Linked DNA regions of Mus musculus: regions 2, 3, 4, 5 and 6 are each linked to region 1. A link is a contact called in public Hi-C, HiCAR-type, HiChIP or PLAC-seq and promoter capture Hi-C data. All regions are on one chromosome and are shown on one strand. Each heading gives the region's core, a stretch centred on a gene start, on an enhancer-like site or on the middle of the called end of the contact. The rest is flanking DNA. Distances are from core to core; before and after follow the strand shown.

What was found. Promoter capture Hi-C pulls out the DNA fragments that hold promoters and counts their contacts. Hi-C and Micro-C count contacts between places; a contact is called where the count stands out from the background. HiCAR-type assays count read pairs that join an accessible place to other places. HiChIP or PLAC-seq counts read pairs in DNA pulled down with a chosen protein or histone mark.
Region 2: a promoter capture Hi-C map of neural stem cells shows a contact between it and region 1. The contact joins the promoter of Mtg1 here to the promoter of Cfap46 in region 1. A contact is called at or near these places in 3 of 39 promoter capture datasets (the 3T3-L1 cell line, embryonic stem cells and neural stem cells) and 1 of 15 datasets of contacts at CTCF or cohesin (the NIH/3T3 cell line).
Region 3: a contact with region 1 is called in an HNF4G HiChIP or PLAC-seq map of pancreatic cancer cells. The contact joins the promoter of Pwwp2b here to the promoter of Cfap46 in region 1. A contact is called at or near these places in 4 of 39 promoter capture datasets (hippocampal neurons, liver and pre-B cells), 2 of 484 Hi-C or Micro-C datasets (CD8 T cells and embryonic stem cells) and 2 of 115 datasets of contacts at active chromatin or transcription factors (embryonic stem cells and pancreatic cancer cells).
Region 4: a contact with region 1 is called in a Hi-C map of uterus. The contact joins the promoter of Echs1 here to the promoter of Cfap46 in region 1. A contact is called at or near these places in 3 of 39 promoter capture datasets (the 3T3-L1 cell line, hippocampal neurons and stem cell-derived epiblast-like cells), 1 of 484 Hi-C or Micro-C datasets (uterus) and 1 of 9 other capture datasets (adipose tissue).
Region 5: a promoter capture Hi-C map of neural stem cells shows a contact between it and region 1. The contact joins the promoter of Spef1l here to the promoter of Cfap46 in region 1. A contact is called at or near these places in 15 of 39 promoter capture datasets (the 3T3-L1 cell line, 3T3-L1-derived adipocytes, the C10 cell line and 7 more), 5 of 484 Hi-C or Micro-C datasets (embryonic stem cells and regulatory T cells) and 1 of 115 datasets of contacts at active chromatin or transcription factors (SST interneurons).
Region 6: a contact with region 1 is called in a HiCAR-type map of astrocytes, with 2.1 times the contacts expected there. The contact joins the promoter of Utf1 here to the promoter of Cfap46 in region 1. A contact is called at or near these places in 13 of 39 promoter capture datasets (the 3T3-L1 cell line, the C10 cell line, cranial neural crest and 8 more) and 2 of 115 datasets of contacts at active chromatin or transcription factors (astrocytes and embryonic stem cells).

What each region holds. Positions count from the first base shown.
Region 1 is chr7:139,682,043-139,685,325 of GRCm38.p6, reverse strand. It overlaps Cfap46 (cilia and flagella associated protein 46), which reads left to right and starts at 1,511. Exons shown (of 59, transcript NM_001302546.1): 1 at 1,511-1,604; 2 at 1,856-1,980; 3 at 2,191-2,322; 4 at 2,781-2,845. The coding sequence starts at 1,556. Gm32680 (a long non-coding RNA gene) reads right to left here and starts at 1,272. Exons shown (of 3, transcript XR_389968.2): 1 at 1,187-1,272.
Region 2 is chr7:140,136,005-140,139,287 of GRCm38.p6, reverse strand. It overlaps Mtg1 (mitochondrial ribosome-associated GTPase 1), which reads right to left and starts at 1,724. Exons shown (of 11, transcript NM_199301.2): 1 at 1,515-1,724; 2 at 905-969. The coding sequence starts at 1,623.
Region 3 is chr7:139,246,904-139,250,186 of GRCm38.p6, reverse strand. Pwwp2b (PWWP domain containing 2B) reads right to left here and starts at 1,705. Exons shown (of 3, transcript NM_001098636.1): 1 at 1,544-1,705. The coding sequence starts at 1,668.
Region 4 is chr7:140,114,695-140,117,977 of GRCm38.p6, reverse strand. Echs1 (enoyl Coenzyme A hydratase, short chain, 1, mitochondrial) reads left to right here and starts at 1,557. Exons shown (of 8, transcript NM_053119.3): 1 at 1,557-1,671. The coding sequence starts at 1,584. It also overlaps a transcript of Paox not described here.
Region 5 is chr7:139,977,296-139,980,578 of GRCm38.p6, reverse strand. Spef1l (sperm flagellar 1 like) reads left to right here and starts at 1,824. Exons shown (of 7, transcript NM_001033465.3): 1 at 1,824-2,032; 2 at 2,434-2,545. The coding sequence starts at 1,897. Adam8 (a disintegrin and metallopeptidase domain 8) reads left to right here. Exons shown (of 24, transcript NM_001291066.2): 23 at 545-619; 24 at 1,052-1,647. The coding sequence ends at 1,102. Gm16201 (a long non-coding RNA gene) reads right to left here. Exons shown (of 5, transcript XR_389973.3): 5 at 1,599-3,283.
Region 6 is chr7:139,942,152-139,945,434 of GRCm38.p6, reverse strand. Utf1 (undifferentiated embryonic cell transcription factor 1) reads right to left here and starts at 1,579. Exons shown (of 2, transcript NM_009482.2): 1 at 1,006-1,579; 2 at 323-908. The coding sequence starts at 1,561. The coding sequence ends at 445.

The DNA.
Region 1 (3,283 bases), core at 262-2,761:
TCAGTTTACTTAGAGCTCCCAGTTTTTCGGTGATTGTCACTTTATCCCCACCAGCTGTGTGGCACATGCAGCTGTTTGTCCCCACCAGGACCTCTATCATCAGGCTTCTTGATTTTAGCTGCACTAATGGGTTTGAATGTGGGAGGCATTTCTTTGTGTTGTTTCTCTGATTACTGGCAACGGTGGCGGCTGCACTCATTCCCTGCTCACTGGGTAGTCAAGTAGCTCACGTTGTCAAGTGTCTATCCAAGTCTTTGGCATCTTCTAAAACTTGCCTGTGATTTATCCATTGAACTCTTATATAATCTAGACACAGGTCTTGTATTAGATTTTATTATGAATGTTTTCTTCTAACCTGTAGTCTACCTTTTCATTTTCCTAACAGCTTCTTTCAAAAGATCAGAAGACTCTACTTCTGAGGAAAGATTTTATCTGTTTCTCCCTCTGTGGTTTTTTAGTTTGCGCCTGCTAAGGTCTCACGGGCTCATGTGCTGACTCATAGTCCCAGCAGGTGGCGCTATTTCGAGAGGTTCGGTATTCTTTAAGAGGTGGTGTCTGGCTAGAGGAAGTAGGTCACTGGGGGCGTGGCCTTGGGGACTGCGGCTTTTTCCCTTAGATCTTGTATACACGTTTGTCCTTCTGCACGCCGTTCTAAACGCTCATTTAGGATACTAGAGTCAGCTTTGTCTTTGCCTATACGCCTGCTAACCTGCTGCCCACCTGCTGCCCCGGGGATCTCCATCATTGCCCACCGACCACTGCTTCTCAGCTGATGAAGCGCAGCTCCTCCTGCAGCTCCGGGCTCTGCCCCAGCTTGGACCTCCAAGACTACTATGTCTTAATGAAAGTCATCTCTAAGAGTGATCCTCGAACAAGGGCTCTAGAGCGTTTGTGGCGTCCCCCCACCCCACCCCCCGCATCCTTCCTGATCCCAGAACTGCTCCAATTCCAAGGCTTCTTGCCCAGGCAGCAGCTACAGGCGGGTCTACTCAGTCTTCACTCCTCAGATCCCTTAGATAATGTCACACATGTAGACCCGCCACAGGTGGCCCTTGCAGATAGAAAGGGGCACGCTTTCTGAGGCTGGCAACTTCCCTGTCCGACTGGTACCCAGCAGCCCACCTTCCTGCTCTGGTAGGCATCTTCTGTTAGATCTTTTTCCTGCATCCGTCCAGCCCGCGCTTACCGGAGCAGGGAGGTTTTGTGGAGTTCCCTTGTCTTTCTGTGCCGCAACAGAGCAGGACACAGAAACATGGGTGGATGGATGGGAGGTGAGCGCAGCCTGGCAAGGAAAGTGAAGACAGCATGGTATGGGTGCCCTGGGTGCCAATTCAACACTCAAGAGTTCTTGACCTGGCCTCACTCGGTGTCCATCAGTTCCGCTCCGCCTGCTTCTTGTCTACTTCCCCGCCCCCTTCCCCTCCCTACTCCCAGCGTCACGGACTCCTCAAGTGTAGCCCCGCCCCGAGCTCCCGCGTCCTTGGTCTGGGCCCCGTCTCTAGGCAACCGCTACTGGTCCAGCAGTGGAGCTGTATAGTTGAGGGCCTCCAGGGCCATGGACCTGATCATAACGCAGGAACTGGCCCGTGCCCGGAATCAACAAGGTGGGTCTCACTCTAACTTTGCTGATGGGAACCCCTTGACCTAAGTAGAGTGGCACAAAAGTCCGTGATGCGATGCGGTGGATACAGTTGTTGAACCCTGGCCTAGTCGCTGAGTGGGGATGGTTGAAAGCAACCTGGCCAGGAATTCAGACCCATATTTCTGTGCCAGAGGAAGGCTCTTCCAGGGACTGTGGACTGTGTCTCTCTGACATACCTATGCTGGGCCCCTCTGCTGATCCTCTGCCCGATAGATGCAACTGCCCTGCGAAGAGCTTATGAACTGATCAAGTCTGCAAACCTGGGAAAGTCGGAGCTTGACCCCACAGAGAGCTTCAGCCCGGACCTGTTTGTGCTGTGTGCAGAGCAGGCACTCAAGGTGAAGCCCTTGAGTGACTGGCTGTCACTGGCACACAATGAACCTGTCCCCACCTTCACATCTTTGGGTGTAAACGGCACAGGGTTAGGGTGGATGGGACATTTGATGAGTGTTGTGAGTATAGAAATGACCAAGCTAGCCTCACCAGTGACCCAGAGCGCCTTCATCCTGGGCATCTTCCTTCCTCTTCCTGGCTTCAATCTCCTACAGATGAAAGAGCCTGAGATAAGCGAAGACTGCATCCAGATGTACTTCAAAGTGAAGGCGCCAATCACTCAGTTTTTGGGCCGAGCGCACCTGTGCAGGGCCCAGCTTTGTGCCCCACAGTCAGAGGAAAATGTGGTAAGACTACCCCTCTCCACTTCTCACCCCACCTCCAGGGATGGCAGCAAGGCAGGTCTTAGAGAAGCTTTAAAGCAAAATGGGACTGAGGAACCAGAGTCTCCTTCACAGTGATGCAAAAAACATCGGCAGTTCCCATTTGTGCTTTTCTCTCCGCTCGGTACTCGCCAGGTGCCTGACATGAGTCCATATGACCTCCCACCTCTGCAAGGGGGTGCTATGACCTTTCTGTCTTCTCTCCCCCAAAGCCCTTCCTGGGCTGGGCAGAGCGGGAGGTGGGAGAGTCTGGAACCCACAGGCACAGCCAGCTGTGGTTGCTCAAGGGTCTTCGCTGTCCCCGGACTGTGCATAAGCTGGGGTGAAAACCAGTTTGCATTGGATGCCAGGAATGAAGATGAGCAGCAGTGGGTGCTGGGGTGGCTAGTTGGCTCACCTGGGTATTCTTTGTGCTGTCTTAGGAAGAATTTGAAAATTGCGTGACACAGTACATGAAGGCCATAAACTTTGCAAAAGGAGAACCGAGGTAGGTATGCTGAACTGTCTGTCTGCTTCTACTTGATTGCATAAGACTCTGGTGCCCACAGAAGCAAGCGATGTCATTTCTCTTTCTGACATCCATCCCTTCTCCTTTCTGTTTTGTGCTTGTAACGAATGGAGTTATGACACAGGCTTGTCTTACTAGCTGGGAAGGCCAGCCATACCCATGCAGACTTCCTATGCTGTGCTTGCTCAGGGCTCACTGAGATTTGTAGATGGCTCTCAAAGTGTTTTCTCGGTGGCCTCCTTCCCAACCTGTCCCCCAGAACTCCTTGTTCCTGGCTTTTGGGTCTCTCTGAAGGGAGAAGGGCACGCTTCAGGTTCTTCTGTGGAGACTGTAGTCCGCTGGCCCTGAGCCAAGGCTTCCTGGCTGCAGCCACGACTCTAGCACCGCTTTTTAGATGGTGGTTGTCTTTTTTTTTTT
Region 2 (3,283 bases), core at 475-2,974, 450 kb before region 1:
GCAGGTGATATTAGATGAGTAGACATGTATAGCCTAAAACAAATACACCAGATGTATTATTGCTAAAGTTCCTGAAGTTCTCTGAAGGCTGAAATAGTTCCTATTCTCCATGACTATTTCCAGAGACTACCACCAGTGGCAGCAGGTCCCCACGCCCACCACCAGCTGCTGTTCCAGGGGCCTGGTGGTCTGGCATCCCCACGCTCTTCTAAGGCTAAGTAAGCAGGATGAAAAACTCACATGCCAACAGAAACCAAACACAGCTTAAATGCAACAAACAGTCTGAGAAGCACCTGCCAGTAGACATGATTGTAACTTGCCAATTCTTCAATTAAGGACAAGAGGAAAGGACAGGTTAGTAGGATCATTTCATCTCCGGTTTCATAATTTACCCCTAAAAATATCAAAGTAAACAAGAGGCTGAGACAAATAAGATATCAGATGGGCCGGGCGTAGTGGCACACGCCTTTAATCCCAGCACTTGGGAGGCAGAGGCAGGCGGATTTCTGAGTTCAAGGTCAGCCTGGTCTACAGAGTGAGTTCCAGGACAGCCAGGGCTATAAAGAGAAACCCTGTCTGGGGGGGGGGGGGGGGGAGAGATATCAGATGGGAGCCTAAAAATAAAAACACCAGCCTAGACCCCACGAGGGAGATTCTGATCTAAAAGGGCCCTAGCTATTGATGTAAAAGCCTCCCGGGAACTCTAATGTGTAATGAGAATTGGAAAACACTGCTTTATGTCCCAGTAATTACAAAAGAAGCTGTCGCAGCTGTAGACATAATGATGGACCAGAGGCAGAGCAGACTAAACTGTCTGAAGGAGATGGAGAGGAACCAGGAAAGCATCCTGCTGCTGCCTTTACAGTCGAGCAGAGGTGCTCCCCTCTACAGCGTAAAAGGATATCCTGGCGTCATGAACCTCGATAACACAATCCACCGACTTCAGACTGCTCTGCATCTTCTTTAGTCCTAGAAAATAGAGGGGCACTAAGGAAACAGCCAAAGGGGGCAAGTTTAAGTTCTCCTAGGGGAATACATCTGAGAACCATCAGTGCACACAGGGTTAAAGGAGGCAGCATTCTGAGCCACGTTCCACGGTGCCCCGATGGTTCTGGAAGGTACATTTCACACAAGATGGTCTTAATCAGGAAGTTCCTGATACTGTGCGGACTTAATACCCTCACTGCACAGAAACACTGAGGCTCCGCACCGCAACTGCCACCTGTCCACTCACACTCCCGGCGCCTTTTCTGCCACACACTATAATCTCGCATGGCTGCGGCAGCCAAGACCACAGCAAACAGCAGCCTAGGACCGCACTACGTCTACAGCTGCCTGGGGCCAAGTTGTGACCTATAAACTCAGACATCAGCTTGCATGTGACTTAAAGGGACCACTCAGTGCGTCTCAAAAGTATCAAGCACAAAACAGCTCTCCAACCCGATGCCAGGAAGGCGAACCAAGGAACCGCCAGGACCGGCGCCCGTGCCGCCTGCAGCCCATGCTGGCCTCACCCTTGGCCATGTGGCCGGGGAACCAGCGTGCTACATCGTGACCTTGCAGAGGGAAGCACTCGCGCCAAGCGCCCCGGACGGCACCCCATGCCTGCGGCCACAGCCTCATGTCACTGGTGTCGGAAGAGTTCGCAGTCGGACCGCCTCCGCCAGGGCCTGGATCTGCTCACAGGGTTCCGGCGCGCCTGGGTTCCGTGCGCGACTGCGCATGCGCCTGACTCGAGCACTCTGGGATAAGCAGGGGCACGGGGTTGGCCCGGTAGTGCTCCATTCTCAGGATTCCTGAGCTTATGTGAGGTTCTTTTCAGGGATTTGAAGATAGTCTCCTTTTTTTTCTTTTGGAAAGACGATATATATATATAAAATATTATATTTGCTCTTATGTTGTGGTTGCGCACACTTTTTATCCCCAGCACCAGAGGCAGAGGCCAGTAAGTGGCTCTCAGTGTGCTTGAGACCAGCCTGGTGGATTCCAGAGCCAGTGCTACATGGTAAGACAGAGAAAAACAACAACAAAAAGACTCAATTTCATTTATTTATATTTTTTCTCATTTTTAATAGGTATTTTCCTCATTTACATTTCCAATGCTATCCCAAAAGTTCCCCATACCCACCTTCCCACTCCCCTTTTTTTGCCCTGGCGTTCCCCTGTACTGGGGCATATAAAGTTTGCAAGTCTAATGGGCCTCTCTTTCCAGTGATGGCCTACTGGGCCATCTTTTGATACATATGCAGCTAGAGACAAGAGCTCCGGGGTACTAGTTAGTTCATATTGTTGTTCCACCTATAGGGTTGCAGTTCCCTTTAGTTCCTTGGGTGCTTTCTCTAGCTCCTCCATTGGGGGCCCTTTATATTTTTATTTGAAGTGTCTGTGTATGCCATGTGTTAGCGGATACGCCCAGAAGCCAGTGGATCCTCTGGACCTGGAATTACAGGGGCTTTTGAGTTGTTTGACTGGGTGCTGAGAATTGAACTTCAGTCCTGTGCAATAGCAGCAATCATTCTTAACCTCCAAGCCATCTCTCCAGTCCCAATCTGGAGATTTTTCACTATATTCCAAATCTTTCAGGTTTGAGGATATATAGCATGGAGGATAACAAGCTGGCCTGGCCTAGCATGCCCAAGATTCTAGGGTTTCATAGGGAAGCCAGAAGAAATTGGGCTGCTGGCAATGAAGATGTGGCTTCTCCATGGTGGGAAATTGGCCTAGAAATTTAAACTTAAAATCTAGGCACATTTTTCTTCCTTTTGAGACAATATCTCACTTTGTAGCCTACGCTACCAAAACTCAGGCAGGTGTGACAGCACACACCAGTAATCCTAGCATATGAGAGATTTGAGGCAAGAGGGTCAGGAACTCAGGGTCAGCCTGAGCTTCATGAGGCAGTCTAAAAAAAGTCGTCTTTCTCCCTCGTATACTCATATAAATCAATGTAAGGAAATTGAGTTGTCCCCTATCAGTTCCCGGGCCTGCCTTAGAACTTTCAAGTGTTACACACACACACACACACACACACACACACACACACCTGTAATGCCTCCATTTTCAAGTGTGACATTTTAATGTAACTGTTATAAATACCGACTACATTCCCATTAATACAATGAGAGTGAAGTGGGCTTCATAGTTGTAAGACTAAATGCAAATCCAGCTGCTCCTGGTAGAACAGGCCTGTGATACCAGCTAAGGATGATAGAGGCCAGGGGAAGCCAGGCATTAGAAACTACCCTAAGAGAGACACTATCTCAAATAAAAGGGGTTGACATGT
Region 3 (3,283 bases), core at 456-2,955, 440 kb after region 1:
GGGGGGGGCGCTGCTGGAAAGATCAGGGATGGGGAAGGAGAAACACAAGGCCAAGCCTTGGAGGGCTGGAGGGGCAAGGAAGGGCCATTTCAGAGTCTCTGCATGGGCACAGAAGCAAGCAAAGCCACTGCAGAGAAGAGCTGTGATCAGCGACTAAGCTCATGTCTCCAAGGGGTTCTGGTTCTGGTAGACTGTGAGGCACGGACACACATGCATCCTATAGCTGCTGCTTCCCATGTTCAGGATGCCAGCCAGCAGCTAGCTTCTATTCATGAAGGGTGTATGCATCTGCAAGCCAGGTTAGCCATTGACCTCAGGGTAGAGATCCCCCCTATCTCTGTAGACACAGCCACAAGATAGGACTACTCTCAGCCAATCTTATCTTGAGCACTGGAGCCTGAGAACTGGGGAAATGCGGGTCCTCTGCTGCAGACTCTCTAGGGAGAGGCCAGAGCAGGCTGCACAGGTTGAGCAGGGGTGCAGCCAGACCTGCCTAGGGAGGAGAGGGCAGCCATCAGCAGGGTGGGGGATGGCTTGCCTTGGAAGCTTTCAGGTGGCTATTCTGCAGCCCCTGAATGTCACCCCATTATAGGCACTCCCTGTACTAACCAACAAGAGAGGGGCACCAGTCACACGGGAGGCCATATGTTAAGTCACATGACTTGTGCATAAATGGCTTCTGGCACATCTAATGAAGACATAATGTCAGCAGGGTAACTGTCGAAGGAGGAAGGGCTCTGCTCTGTGGTGGGAACCCAGGGAAATCCGGGCTTTAGGAAGGGAAAAAGTTGGGTCTTTGAAAGCAGAGCCCTTTTCTGTTCCTAATTCCAGAATGAAGCCTGGCTGGAGCAGAAGAGTCACAGCCTGATTAATGCCTAATCATTTATCAGGCAGTGACAGCGCAGTGCCATGTGATTCTGGGTTCAGGTGGCTGTTCTGCGCTGCAGAAGCCCCTGCAAAGGGTATACAGGTGGTCTCAGGAGCCAAGCCCAATGCGCCCCTCCAGTAGAGGCACTGGCCCTGGAACTTGTATCTTCCACTCCCCCGCAAGGCGCCTCGCCCACAGCAGTGTTTCTACACCCCGCAGTCTCGCAGCTGGTCTCCACCAGCCACTCCTATAAGCCTTGGGCTTCCCCCCTCTTGTGACAGGTGAGGCCATAGCTTAACTGACCCCCTTAAACGAATCACGATTCTACAAACAGTCGAATTCAACAGTGCGTCTGAACAAAGAAAAGTGCGTTAATTATGGCAGATGTGCGGAGTTTCAGGCAAGGCTTCCCGTGCGTCCCGGCCGGCACCGCAGCCCCTCTGCGGGGCCGCACGCTCTCCTGCCCCGAAAGTCACCGCGACTTTGGGAGAGAGCCACTTTCGCACCCAGACCGGCGGCCAGCTGGCGCGCCTCGAAACCCCGGCCCAGCAGAAACTGAAAGCGGACGCCGGGCTTTGCTGCTCCTCTCGGAGCCTGCATTGGAACCTTGAATCGGTGGAGGAGTGTCCCGGGAGATTCCGAGGAGTCCCGGGCCCGCGACCCTGCCCCGCTCACTTTTTCGTGCAATCCAGCAGGATTCCGGCGAAGCTGCGCTCGCCACAGCTCACGGTGACCACCAGCGCGCCGTTGACGACCTGTTCCACCCGCACCGGCAACCGGCAGCCGGCCCGCGGCTCCATGCTCCCGCCGCCTCCGGAGGCCGCCCCCGCCCGCCACCGCCGCCGCCGCCGCCGCCGCCGGGTCAGCCCCGCGTGACGCCGCCTGACGTCACAAAGCTCTGTGTGCCGGCCGCCACCGCGGAGCTAGGCTGGGGCGCGCGGCCGCGGGCTGCGCTCCCAGGAGCCGGAGGGCGTGGGGCGGTCCGCCCGCAGCGTGCGCCCACAGCCGGCTCTCAAAGCTGGGCTTGCAACGCATTGCGGGGGCCCCACCGGGCGGGGAGAAGGGTTCGTTAATCTTGACGCCACGCAGGCTTGGAATGCCCCCTAGGAGGCCTTGCCAGGAACCGAGGGGTAGCGGGGACACTCCCCGGGTCCAGGCCCTTCCCCCACTCTGCTTCTCTGGGTTCCACCCCGGGCCCCACCTCCTTCCTGATCCTGTCCCGGGGCCACTCCCTGAGCCCGGCGCAGCCTGGGGCCCTTCCCCCATGTAGTCTGGGGGTCCCCTGTCTACCAGTTTGTGCTAGAGGACCCCGGCAGCGTCTTCTACGCACGACTCCTGTGTCCACTTGGTACTTGAAAAAGTCTGTGGACACGTGTATTTGAAGCGAATCAGGCCTGGCAGAGGAGACTCCGGGTGCCGAGGGACACCAATGGGGCCCTTACAAGAGGCCTAGTGTCACCCTCACTACAGGGCTACCTGGCACTGGGCTACCCAGGTGTGCTCGGCGCCTCCTAGGAGACTATAGTGCTCCGGTCTGTTTGAGAACCTCGCAGGGCGCGGGGCTGGCCAGCACTAGTGTTGGCAGGATTATTCTATCCAGAGCTCTTGCGTCTCCTGGGACTACTCGCTGCAGCACTCCTCGCTTAGTGTACAGTATGAAGAGCCACCTCCCATGAGCAAGAGCCAGGCTCCCCGGGCGTGTGCAACCGGGCCCGCGAGGGCAGCCTGGCCATGAGTGGGAGGTGGCGGCGCCCGGCGGACGGCTGACCGCCACCCTAGACCTCCTCCGGTTTCCGCAAGCACTTGCACTCTGAATCCGGATTCGGAATCCATAACTGACTGCCTCCAAGGGTCTGTCACGTTGCAATGACCAATGGCGTCTGTGAATCGGGCCCCTAAGGCTGACTTGCATCGCCATGACCCTGCATTGGAGGCACCAAAAGGGCAGAGAGGTACTGACCACGGATCTACCAGGCCCATGTCCTTTTCAGCTGGGGAGTGGAGTTCTTGCCCTGCTGGGACTTGCTTCAGGGCTGCTACCACTGACGCCGCCAAGGACAGCCGAGGCCGCCCTGGCGCCACTTTACCTTGCCTTAAGGCTACACTAGAGCAGATGAGAAAGTCTGGGCGGAGTCCAGCTGAGGGGCAGTCCCCCTCCCACAAACGTCTGTTTTCCTCACTCCTTCTCTCCAGAGCTGGGTGCTGCAGATTTTGGAGGAAAAAAAAAAAAAAAAACGCTGGCTACAGGAACCATTCCCAGCTCAGTTCCAGGTGGAGGGCTGGTGGGAGGCTGCCCACTCGCTCAACCCAGATACTAAGCATCTGTGCCTGAGTACTGGGGATGCCTGCTCAGTACAGCCTACAGCAGGACATCCCCCTCCCCCCAGCCAGTTCAGTAGCTTCCAAGCTGGGGAC
Region 4 (3,283 bases), core at 308-2,807, 430 kb before region 1:
AGAGAGAGAGAGAGAGAGAATTATATCAGTTCTATTCCTTTAGAGAACCCTGACAAATACAATATTCTCACTCTTTAGGTGTTTATTCCTTTGTCCCTAAACTCAAGAGAATATTAGGCACCTAACCTCAACACCAGTCCTGGGTTGTTAAATAAATTGTGTTTGAGACATTTCATTTTGGAACTACTGTCATGGTTGCTTAGCCTATGCTAACACAGAGACCTGGAGCAAAGGTTTGGTGGTGGTCTGTTTCTGTTTATATTCTATCTTAGTCTTGAAATAAAGTTTGCTGACTGTTCTATTCTGGTTTGGATTGTTTTCTTTAAAGTATTGAGAATCCAAACCTACTCCATCTTGGGACCAGCCTCTATCTAAAAGAAAAAAAAAAAAAAAGCCTGAGAACTTGACCTACAGAAGAACCCAGGTTGTACCCACGTACCAGGAAAGACCCCATGGCTTGTCCTTGGCCAGCGTTACTCTGTAGCTACTTCCTAACAACAGTAAAACAAAGACTAGCCTGATTGTTTCAGATGCACTTTCAGACCCTTTGTGACTGAATACAGTCGGCTTACAATAGACCTTCAGTTAGATACTTTCCAAGATGGACACCCCCTCTCTTACCTTCCATTTCTTGTAAAGCCCTGTCCAGATGAGAGTTCAAGGCTTCTCTGCCTTCCCTTCCTGTCCTGCTGTGTCAGGGTTGAGTTGGAGGAGAGGGCCCAAGCCTGAGCCTGTAATAGAGACCCTAATACTATTACATCGAAAAGGCTCCTTGGTGGACTTTTGGGGTTCACAAACTTCCCGGCATAACAGTATCAAGCTTGCTTTTGTCTGGAGATTCTGTCCTTTATCTCTATCCTAGGGTTTGCAGGACCAGGGCAAGAATACAAATGAAGGCCTGATAATACTTGCTAAATATTTTTAAGTTATAATTCAAGATAATTTACGTGAACAAAACATTGGCTTTCTTTTAAATTTATGTGAAATCTTCTCATCTTGTAAAATCACAGCTATTTCTAACCTGGTGTTATGAAGCTAGTCAGTTGTCATGTAAAGAATACCTCTGGAGCAGGGTATAATGGCTCATGCCTTTAATCCAAGCATTTGGAAGGCAGAGGCAAATGGATCTCTGTGAGATTGAGAAACAGCCTGGCCCATAAGGAGGGTTCCAGCCAACCAGGGCTATGAAGTAAGACCCTCACACAAAGCTAAACAAAACCGTCTTGCACTTTACCGCTTTATGCTTTATTACTGTATCTGTGATCGCGTCTTCCCGTAGTTTTTCCCCTGGTCAAGAACGAAAGCATACGGCCATCACAGGGGAAAGGGCACAGCCATGTCTCCCAGTCTGGCTTCGTAAACCGGGCACCCGCCAAGGGCACACCACCAAAGTGATGCAATTAACAGACTACTCCAAGAACCGCAGCCCAGCACCCCACGCTGCCCCACCCCGCCCTCTGTACCAGCCCGCTCAGGTCACGGGTCCACCCCTTAAGCTTCCGTCTTCATCCCGCCTGGGATCTGGGGCGGAGCGATTCTGCAGGCGGGGCGATTCTGTGGGCGGAACACATCGTCTCTCCGCCATGGCGGCCCTGCGTGCTCTGCTGCCCAGAGCCTGTAGCTCACTGTTGTCCTCAGTCCGCTGCCCAGAACTACGGCGCTTCGCCTCGGGTGAGTGCGGACACCGGCGGGGTGCGTCACCCCACCCACGTTGGGTGGTTTCTCCACCCATAACCTCTGGGTGGTCCCTAAACCCCGGCCTGCACGCATCCTCACTTGATCCTGGCCCTTCTCTCCTAACTCTAGATCTTTTGTCTGACCCCCTACTTCCACAAGCATGCACTCCCAACACTTGACTCTGAAGTACCTGGACCCTGGATTCGAGTACGCATCCCCACACTAAACCCAGATTTCCTGCAAGTGACCACTGACTCTAGCTTGGTGATCTTCCTTCTGAGCCTCCAACTCCAGCGCTCGACTGACCCCTTCCCAATTCCTTACCCCGTTCCCCGCTCCTCAGTCTGACCTTAGTCTCACCTTACAAGCCCAGCCAGATCCTAGCACCTCGAAGCCATGTCTAGTGGGAGGGCTCTGGGTGTAATAGCTTCTCAACGCTCGAACTTTTATGAGTGTCAGCTGGGAACATGCATGTTGGTTGTGAAATCCCATGTGTTTAGGTAGCTTTAAGAGAATGTGAAAGTAGGTTAAGTAAGACAGCCTGGGTATTGGGAAAGGTTTGTCCATAGTGCCTCCTGTCTAGTCTCTGCTGTTTCCACAGTCTCTCCTGATCGTGTCCTTCAAGCCACCCAATCAGCGTAGCCCATACCGACACACCCACTTTCCTTCCTAGCCAGCTGAATAGTTCCTCCCTTCCCACTCCTTGGCTCAACTCCTCTACAGACTTCTAGTACTCCACTGTGAATTTTTTTTTAATATTTTTTATTTAGTATTTTCCTCATTTACATTTCCAATGCTATCCCAAAAGTTCCCCATACCCTCCCCACCACTCCCCTACCCACCCACTCCCACTTTTTGGCCCTGGCGTTCCCCTGTACTGGGGCATATAAAGTTTGCAAGTCCAATGGGCCTCTTTCTGTTGATGGCCGACTAGGCCATCTTTTGATACATATGCGGCTAGAGTCAAGAGCTCCGGGGTACTGGTTAGCTCATAATGTTGTTCTACCTATAGGGTTGCACCTTTAGCTCCTTGGGTATTTTCTCTAGCTCCTCCATTGGGGGCCCTGTGATCCATCCAATAGCTGACTGTGAGCATCCACTTCTGTGTTCGCTAGGCCCCGGCATAGTCTCACAAGAGACAGCCATATCTGGGTCCTTTCAGCAAAATCATGCTAGTGTATGCAATGGGGTCAGCGTTTGGAAGCTGATTATGGGATGGATCCCCGGATATAGCAGTCTCTAGATGGTCCATCCTTTTGTCTCAGCTCCAAACTTTGTCTCTGTAACTCCTTCCATGGGTGTTTTGTTCCCAATTCTAAGAAGGGGCAAAGTGTCCACACTTTGGTCTTCGTTCTTCTTGAGTTTCATGCGTTTAGCAAATTGTATCTTATATCTTGGGTATCCTAAGTTTCTGGGTCCACTGTGAATTCTTAACCACGTTCTGGGGCAAGGGTTCCTCCTGAATCCCAACCTGGATTGGCTGTCATGTCCTGCTTCCCGGAATGGTAGACAGCCTACTGTTCAGTAACGTACCTCACACTTAAGTTACAACGGAACAAATCACCCAGAACACAGACCTTCACTCTCAGGTTTACCTCCCTCACCT
Region 5 (3,283 bases), core at 575-3,074, 290 kb before region 1:
CCAAGATAGCCAGGGATATACAGAAAAACCTTGTCTCAAACAAAACAAAAGGAAAAGAAAGAAAAGGAAGAAAATGTCATCCTAGTCACAGTCCCGGCAGGCAGAACGGAGCAGGGTACGGGAATCCTGGGCAGGGATGAAAGGAAGCTGGGGGGGGGGGGGAGGGAAAAATGTGTCTAAAGCCCATCATGCCATGTTACCATCCTCTTTAACAATGTGGAAACAAAACGGGTTTTCCTAGTTAATTCTTTCCTTTTGAGCTTCTAAAGACCCATGTTCTGAAAGCTTCAGGGCAATGTGTGGGATACTGGGGAGGCCGCAAGATGATTGGCTGGGACAGTTAGCCAAGAAGAGGAGCTCTGCCAGGTTCGGGCTTTATCTTCCTAGCGGTGAGGCCATGCAGATGTTTCCTACTGAGCTGCGTGCAGACAGAAGCCTTCCAGGCTAGGCTGGAGCTGAGCAGGACAGCCTCAGGATGAAGCTAAGGGCCGTACTTGGCCTACTTAGGAGATGCTCTCAGTCAGCTGTGTCTGGTTCCTCCCAGGTCAAGCCAACCTTTGCACCCCCGACACCACCAGTCAAGCCCGGGACTGGAGGGACGGTGCCTGGAGCAACTCAGGTGAGCCTCAGAGGGAAGGGGAAGGGGAAGGGGAAGGGGGAGTCCATCTTGCAGGAACCCTCCTGCTGACTGTGGCACTGTTTCGGAGGGTGAGTGGCTGTTTTCATTTTCTTAGCTGGTAAGTTTTAGTGACATTTGAAAAAAAAAAAAAAGAAAGAAAAAAAAATCCTCAATAACAGGCTTGATGTCTGCTTTATAATTTGCCAGAACTTTCCAGTGCTTGCGGCTTTCGGGGGCTATGGAATTTTCCTTTTCATATGGCTAGTCTACAGTATATATGAAATGCTAGTACAGTCATCTTGTGAGGTCGGGCCCATTCTGTTGTTAGGGGAAGTGGAAGTCTAAATTTAAAGAACTGGCAATGGGTATTTTCAGCTGGACCTCTCTCTTATCAGGTCCTCTTTAATATCGATTTCCTTTTTTTCTTGGCAGGGAGCTGGTGAGCCAAAGGTTGCTCTGAAGGTCCCCATCCAGAAGAGGTGACCAGCTAGGGCACCCCAGGGCCATCGTTTGTGGACGTTTGGAGATACCACTGCTCCTATAAATGTGTTCCTTCAGCAACACCACAACCACCACCCAGGCTGGACCTGCACACGCTGTTCCTACCTCAGGAATAATCTTTCTGTGGCTCTTGCTGTCCAGATGCCCTCATGAACCAGTGGCCTCTCACTGGCCTTGGCCAGCTTAGACCATACATCTGCGTATGCTAGTTGCTAGGCAGGGGCGGTGTACCCTGCAGTGGGCGTGATCAAGTCTGTCTGTCTCTGGGTGGACAGAATGCCAGGAGTCCCCTCCCAGCAACTTCTGCACTGGCCCTCACACAGTGACCTCTCTCCAAGGCACAGTTCCTGTATCTACATCCCACTCGTGTATGAGACTTAGGAAAGGAAAAGACGTCGTTCTTGGGGTGTTGGGACAAGAAGTTGCCGTCATCTCCGGATTGAAACAGATTAGTTGTTGAAATTATGACTAAACACTATTCACTAATAAAGATTCTATTTTATCAATAGATTATAGATCACATTCTACATGGCAGTTTGTTTTTATTACACCAGATCAAACAATTTCACCTACCATCTCCCTTCGTTTTTTAACCATCCACCTTGATTCAGCCCGATCTCTGGGCGTGCAGGAGGACCAATCCTTCCTGGGATCGAGGGAGGGACCAGCGCGGTTAGGGCCCCGCCCCTTCCGGCTGTGCCGCGTCTCCCAGCAACGGTCCAAACCCGCCAGGTTTCTTCCGCTGTGTTTCTCTGCTGCACACCCACTTCTCTGCCATGCTCAGTGCTTCCAAGCCGAGCTCAGCTTCGTTCCTGCCAACGCCTGGGGATATTCATAACCTCTGCGCCTGGCTGGACCGGCTCCCACTCAGCCGCCCCAAGCGCCACTTGGCTCGGGACTTCAGTGATGGTGGTGCGAGTGAGGGCGAGGCGCTATGGGGCGGATGATGAAGAGGACTCAAAGCTGAGGGCCACCCTTGCCTCCAGCCCCCTAGTACGGGTGTGGGTGTTGGGGGAACGGAGCGGTTCTTGAGTCCAGACTCGTGCTCCTTAGGAAAGGTAGTAGCAAACAGGGCCTCCTGTGGCTCTTCCAGCTCCCCCTGGGCTCTCACGCTGTATTAGCTTCCCAGGCCATCCTACCACTTGGTCTGACCTGGAGTCTAGGTGCCGTGCCAGACTCGGGGACAATTATGGGCTCCCCAGGAAAAGCTCGTGTCCTTCCCACTCCATTCCATGCATCTCATGTGGTCAGGGATTACAGTTGCAACCCAGGGTCTTGACCAGGCAAGCCAAGTTCCCCTCGCATTCCCACAGTGCTGGTGGCCGAGATTGTGAAGCACTTCCGCCCTCGGCTGGTGGACTTGCACAGCTACGTCCCAGCCTGCAGTACAGACCAGAAGCTGAGCAACTGGAGCCTTCTCAACAGGCAAGGCCTGGGAGCTCAGCCCACCTAGGTTGACCCCGGGATGCTCTCTCCAGCCATGGGTCTCTGACTGCCTAACTGTGGGTCCTTGCCTATAGAAGAGTACCACAACCAGGGGTACTAGGGCACTAGTACCCCTAGTACCACTCCTGGGGGTGCTAGGGCAGCCTATCAGCTAGCCTGCTCCCTTACGGATCAGTAGAGTTTTACTTCACCTCCCCAAATGTCCTCAGACAAGACTCTGCCTGTGTATAATAAGTGATCTCAAGGACAGAGTCGGGCAGATATGTCTGATGTAGTCCAATCACAGAGGGCCCTCGGGAAGTGTCTGAGCAGAGCAAGGTGGAGAACCTGTGTGGGCACCCCCAAAAGACTGGCTCAGATTGGAATAGAAACATTGCTGGGCTCAGGCCTGGGTCTAATCTCATGGGCTTATGTTTGAGAGGGAAGAGATGAAAAGAGACCTCAAGGGAGATGATCATGCTGAGAGGGCCCAGCTGCAGGTTTCCAGGTACTGTTGAGCTGTCTCAACAGGATTTACCGAGGGCAAGCCAGTAGAGAGATGAGAATGAATGCAGAGAACATGGCCTGATAGAGCACCCCATGTTCTGCGATCTCCTGAGACATAGCTCCAAAGGCCAAGAATGAGATAGCCATGCGCCACTCAAGTGCAGGGCACAAAGGGGCTCTCTGAGAAAGCAAGATGCTGCCCAGTGGCTGGAAGGCATTGCAGGGAGCATA
Region 6 (3,283 bases), core at 330-2,829, 260 kb before region 1:
GAGTTTTACTCAGGATAGGCGAGAACTTTAGGGATGTTTTACTTTACTCAATAGCATAATGCCTTGAGAGAGGCCCTTCTACTTCTTAGCCTACCCGCCATCCACGTACCTTATCCAGCCAGCCCCTGGGTTTCAATCACTGCTGACCAGTGGAGGGGTTCCGCACATCAGGTGCCCCAAACATCAGGTAACAACTGTGTACCACTCCGCCAAATCTTCACCGAAAAGATGCACAACTGTGGGGCGAGGGGCTGTGTCTTTTAGCCTCTACCCTTAGGGTTCCATTCTTACCGCGACCTGGAGTCCGAATTCATTCACAGGATTAAGTAGAAAACACAATCTTTATTTTGGTAAGAACCTAGGTTTGAGATGGGGATGGGGACAGTAACAGGGGTCGGGGTAGACTGGGAGTCGTTTCTGGAGAAGAGGACTGATAACAAAGCTTTATTGGCGCAAGTCCCCAAGGATGCCCCGCTCGGAGGCTGCACTGCCCAGAATGAACCCCACCGCCAGAGAAACGGTTTGGTCGAAGGAACCTCGTAGATGCTCCACGTGCTGGTTCAGGGTCGACAGCTGGTCGCGCAGAGGGCCCAGAACTGTTGAGATGTCGCCCAAGTGCGTCAAGGTCTGCAGCAACGCGGTATTCAACGACTGGGGAGCAACCTGCGGGGAAGAAGCACGGCCCTGGGAAAGGCCAGGAGGCTCATTCGGGGTCTCCACGTCGTGGTCGGGGGTTGGCGTCGGGGAGGATTCGAAGGTATGGCCCGGCTCAGGAGGCAGAGTGTCGGTGCTCGTAAGAGGAGGAGAGCTGGTAATGCGGTGGGCACCTGCAGACTTCGTCGTGGAAGAACTGAATCTGAGCGCAGGGGCAGGTTCGTCATTTTCCGCAGCCAGCGGCAGCTCGGCCTCTACGAGAGAAACGCGCGGAACGTACGGAATCCCAACTCAGGGCTCCGCCCCTCCCCAGGAGACCCAGACCCTTCTTGCCCACATGGCTGCTCCTACCTTGCTCCACCGGTGCAGGTGCGGGTGCTAACGCGGAGAGGGACGAGCGGCCGCGGCGCTGGGGACGTCCAGGGCCAGTAGAGCGGCGGCGAACCCTCGGCGGCCCATCGTCCCCCAATAGCCCCATGAGTTGGCGGATCTGGTTATCGAAGGGTCCGGACGGCTGGCCCTGGGAGTCTCGGAGTTTGTCCTTGAGGAACTTGTAGCGACGGCGGCACTGAGCGGGCGTGCGCCGAACTTGCTGACGGGCCAGTGCGGCGGACACGCGGCGGTAAGTAGGCAGAGTCTGCCTGCGGTCCAGCAGTAGTGAGCGCCACATGGCCGGCTGCAGCAGCGTGCCCAGAAGTAGCTCCGTCTCTCGGGCACTCCAGGGCGTGCGCTGCGCCGAGTCCGGGGACACGGGAGCCTTGGGCGAGCCGGGTTCAGCCATCCCGCCCGAAGTAGCGAAGGCATCAGACGTAGTCACCGGGACATCCCCGGCCGACCGCAGCTCAGCGTCGGGGCTAGCTGGCGACGGCGGAGAAAAAGCGGGCAACCTCCGGGGACGAAGCAGCATCCCTGAGCCAGGTAGAGGTGCGTGCACTCCAAGGCGTGGCCTCACCAGAGAGGAGGGCTCCTCCAGAGCCGCCCACACACGCTCTAAGGACCCCGCACCGCCCTCTGCGTCTGAACCTGGTCGTTGCGACCCTCCCATCGTCTAGCCGCCCCGCCCCCTCGCCTACCTAGTTCCTCTTGGCCTGTGCCTTGCTTATTCTAGCCCATCCCCTTTCTAGTCCTTTCCTTAGGGACCCAGGACCTGAGAACGGAGTTTTTTTGCCCTGCTACACAAAACAGAACGTGTAAAAATTTTTTTACTAAAAAAAAAAACCCAAAAAACCATTTAGGGCTAGAGAGATGGCTCAGTGGTTAAGAGCACTGACTGCTCTTCCAGAGGTCCTAAGTTCAATTCCCAGCAACCACCTGGTGTTTCACAACCATCTGTAATAGGATCTGATGCCCTCTTCTGGTGTGTCAAAAGACAGCGATGTACTCATATTAAGTACATACATACATACATACATACATCTTTTTAAAATAAGGCTTATTTGTTATTATACCTAAGTACACTGTAGCTGACTTCAAACACACCAGAAGAGGGCGTCAAATCTCATTACGGGTGGTTGTGAGCCACCATGTGGTTGCTGGGATTTGAACTCAGGACCTTCGGTGAGAGCACTCTCTTACCTGCTGAGCCATCTTTCCAGGCCCAAATAAATCATTTTTAAAAAGCATTTAATCAAGGTACAATGTAATAAGATCGAGTGAAGAGGGCAGATGGGAGGAGTCAGCTCGTTTGTTTTTGTTTTTATATTTGTGCTTCGCCCATTAGTTACTACTCATAAACAGCCTGTGAAAAGCTCCAGAAACACAAAACTCTGGCACCTTGTATGGCTAGTGCACCAGAATGTGTTGTTTATCTATGCAAATTGTAGACCCATCCTCTCCATTCTGCTCTGGCTGGGGGCTTTGGAAGATGGATGGATACATGTTGTATCTAGTTGACTCATCTAGCTAGGGAGGCCATTTGGGTGCTAGATTTGATAGCGATCAGCGGCTGCTAAATTGGAATCTTAGTTCACACACACTACAAAAAGGAATCTTTCTATCTATTAACAAAGGGTGACAAAGTATCAACTCTTCCCCTCAAGATTAAGACTAAGAAAACGATATTCAAAGTTCGTCTGAGTGTAGAATTCTTGGCCAATGTAGTCAAGACAAGAAAAAGGAACATCCTAAAAAGATGGCAAGTAAGTCCCTAGTAGCCCTAGTTTTACAGAGATCAGTGAAGTCAAAAGGAGTACCAGTCTGCCATCTTGCTTCTGGGACTGTGGTGGTCTCCTGCTGTGGGACCGAAGACAACAATGTAGCGCAAAGATTAGCGGCTGTTTCTTTAGTGATTTGTGACTAGGGGCTTGAACAAAGACCAAGGACCACTGGCTGTGTTCCTCATGACTGGGGTAGGCCAGGTCATCTCTACTTGCCATTCCAAGCCTAGCTTCCTGGGGACAGTATTCTGAGTTACAGCCTGTTGTTTTCAAGGTGTTTATCACCTGGTTCAAGCCCCCCATGTGATGGGATCTGGTGGCTCTGGGGACAGGCAGCTGGCGATGGTGGGACCTTTTTGTCCATTCAACACACCGTGTGGTCATCTCGAGCTTACTTTCAGTCTAGTGGTCTTAGGGTAGTTAAACTCCATCTGTGCTGGAGGCTTCCCTCAGGTACAGTGCTCAGGACTAAG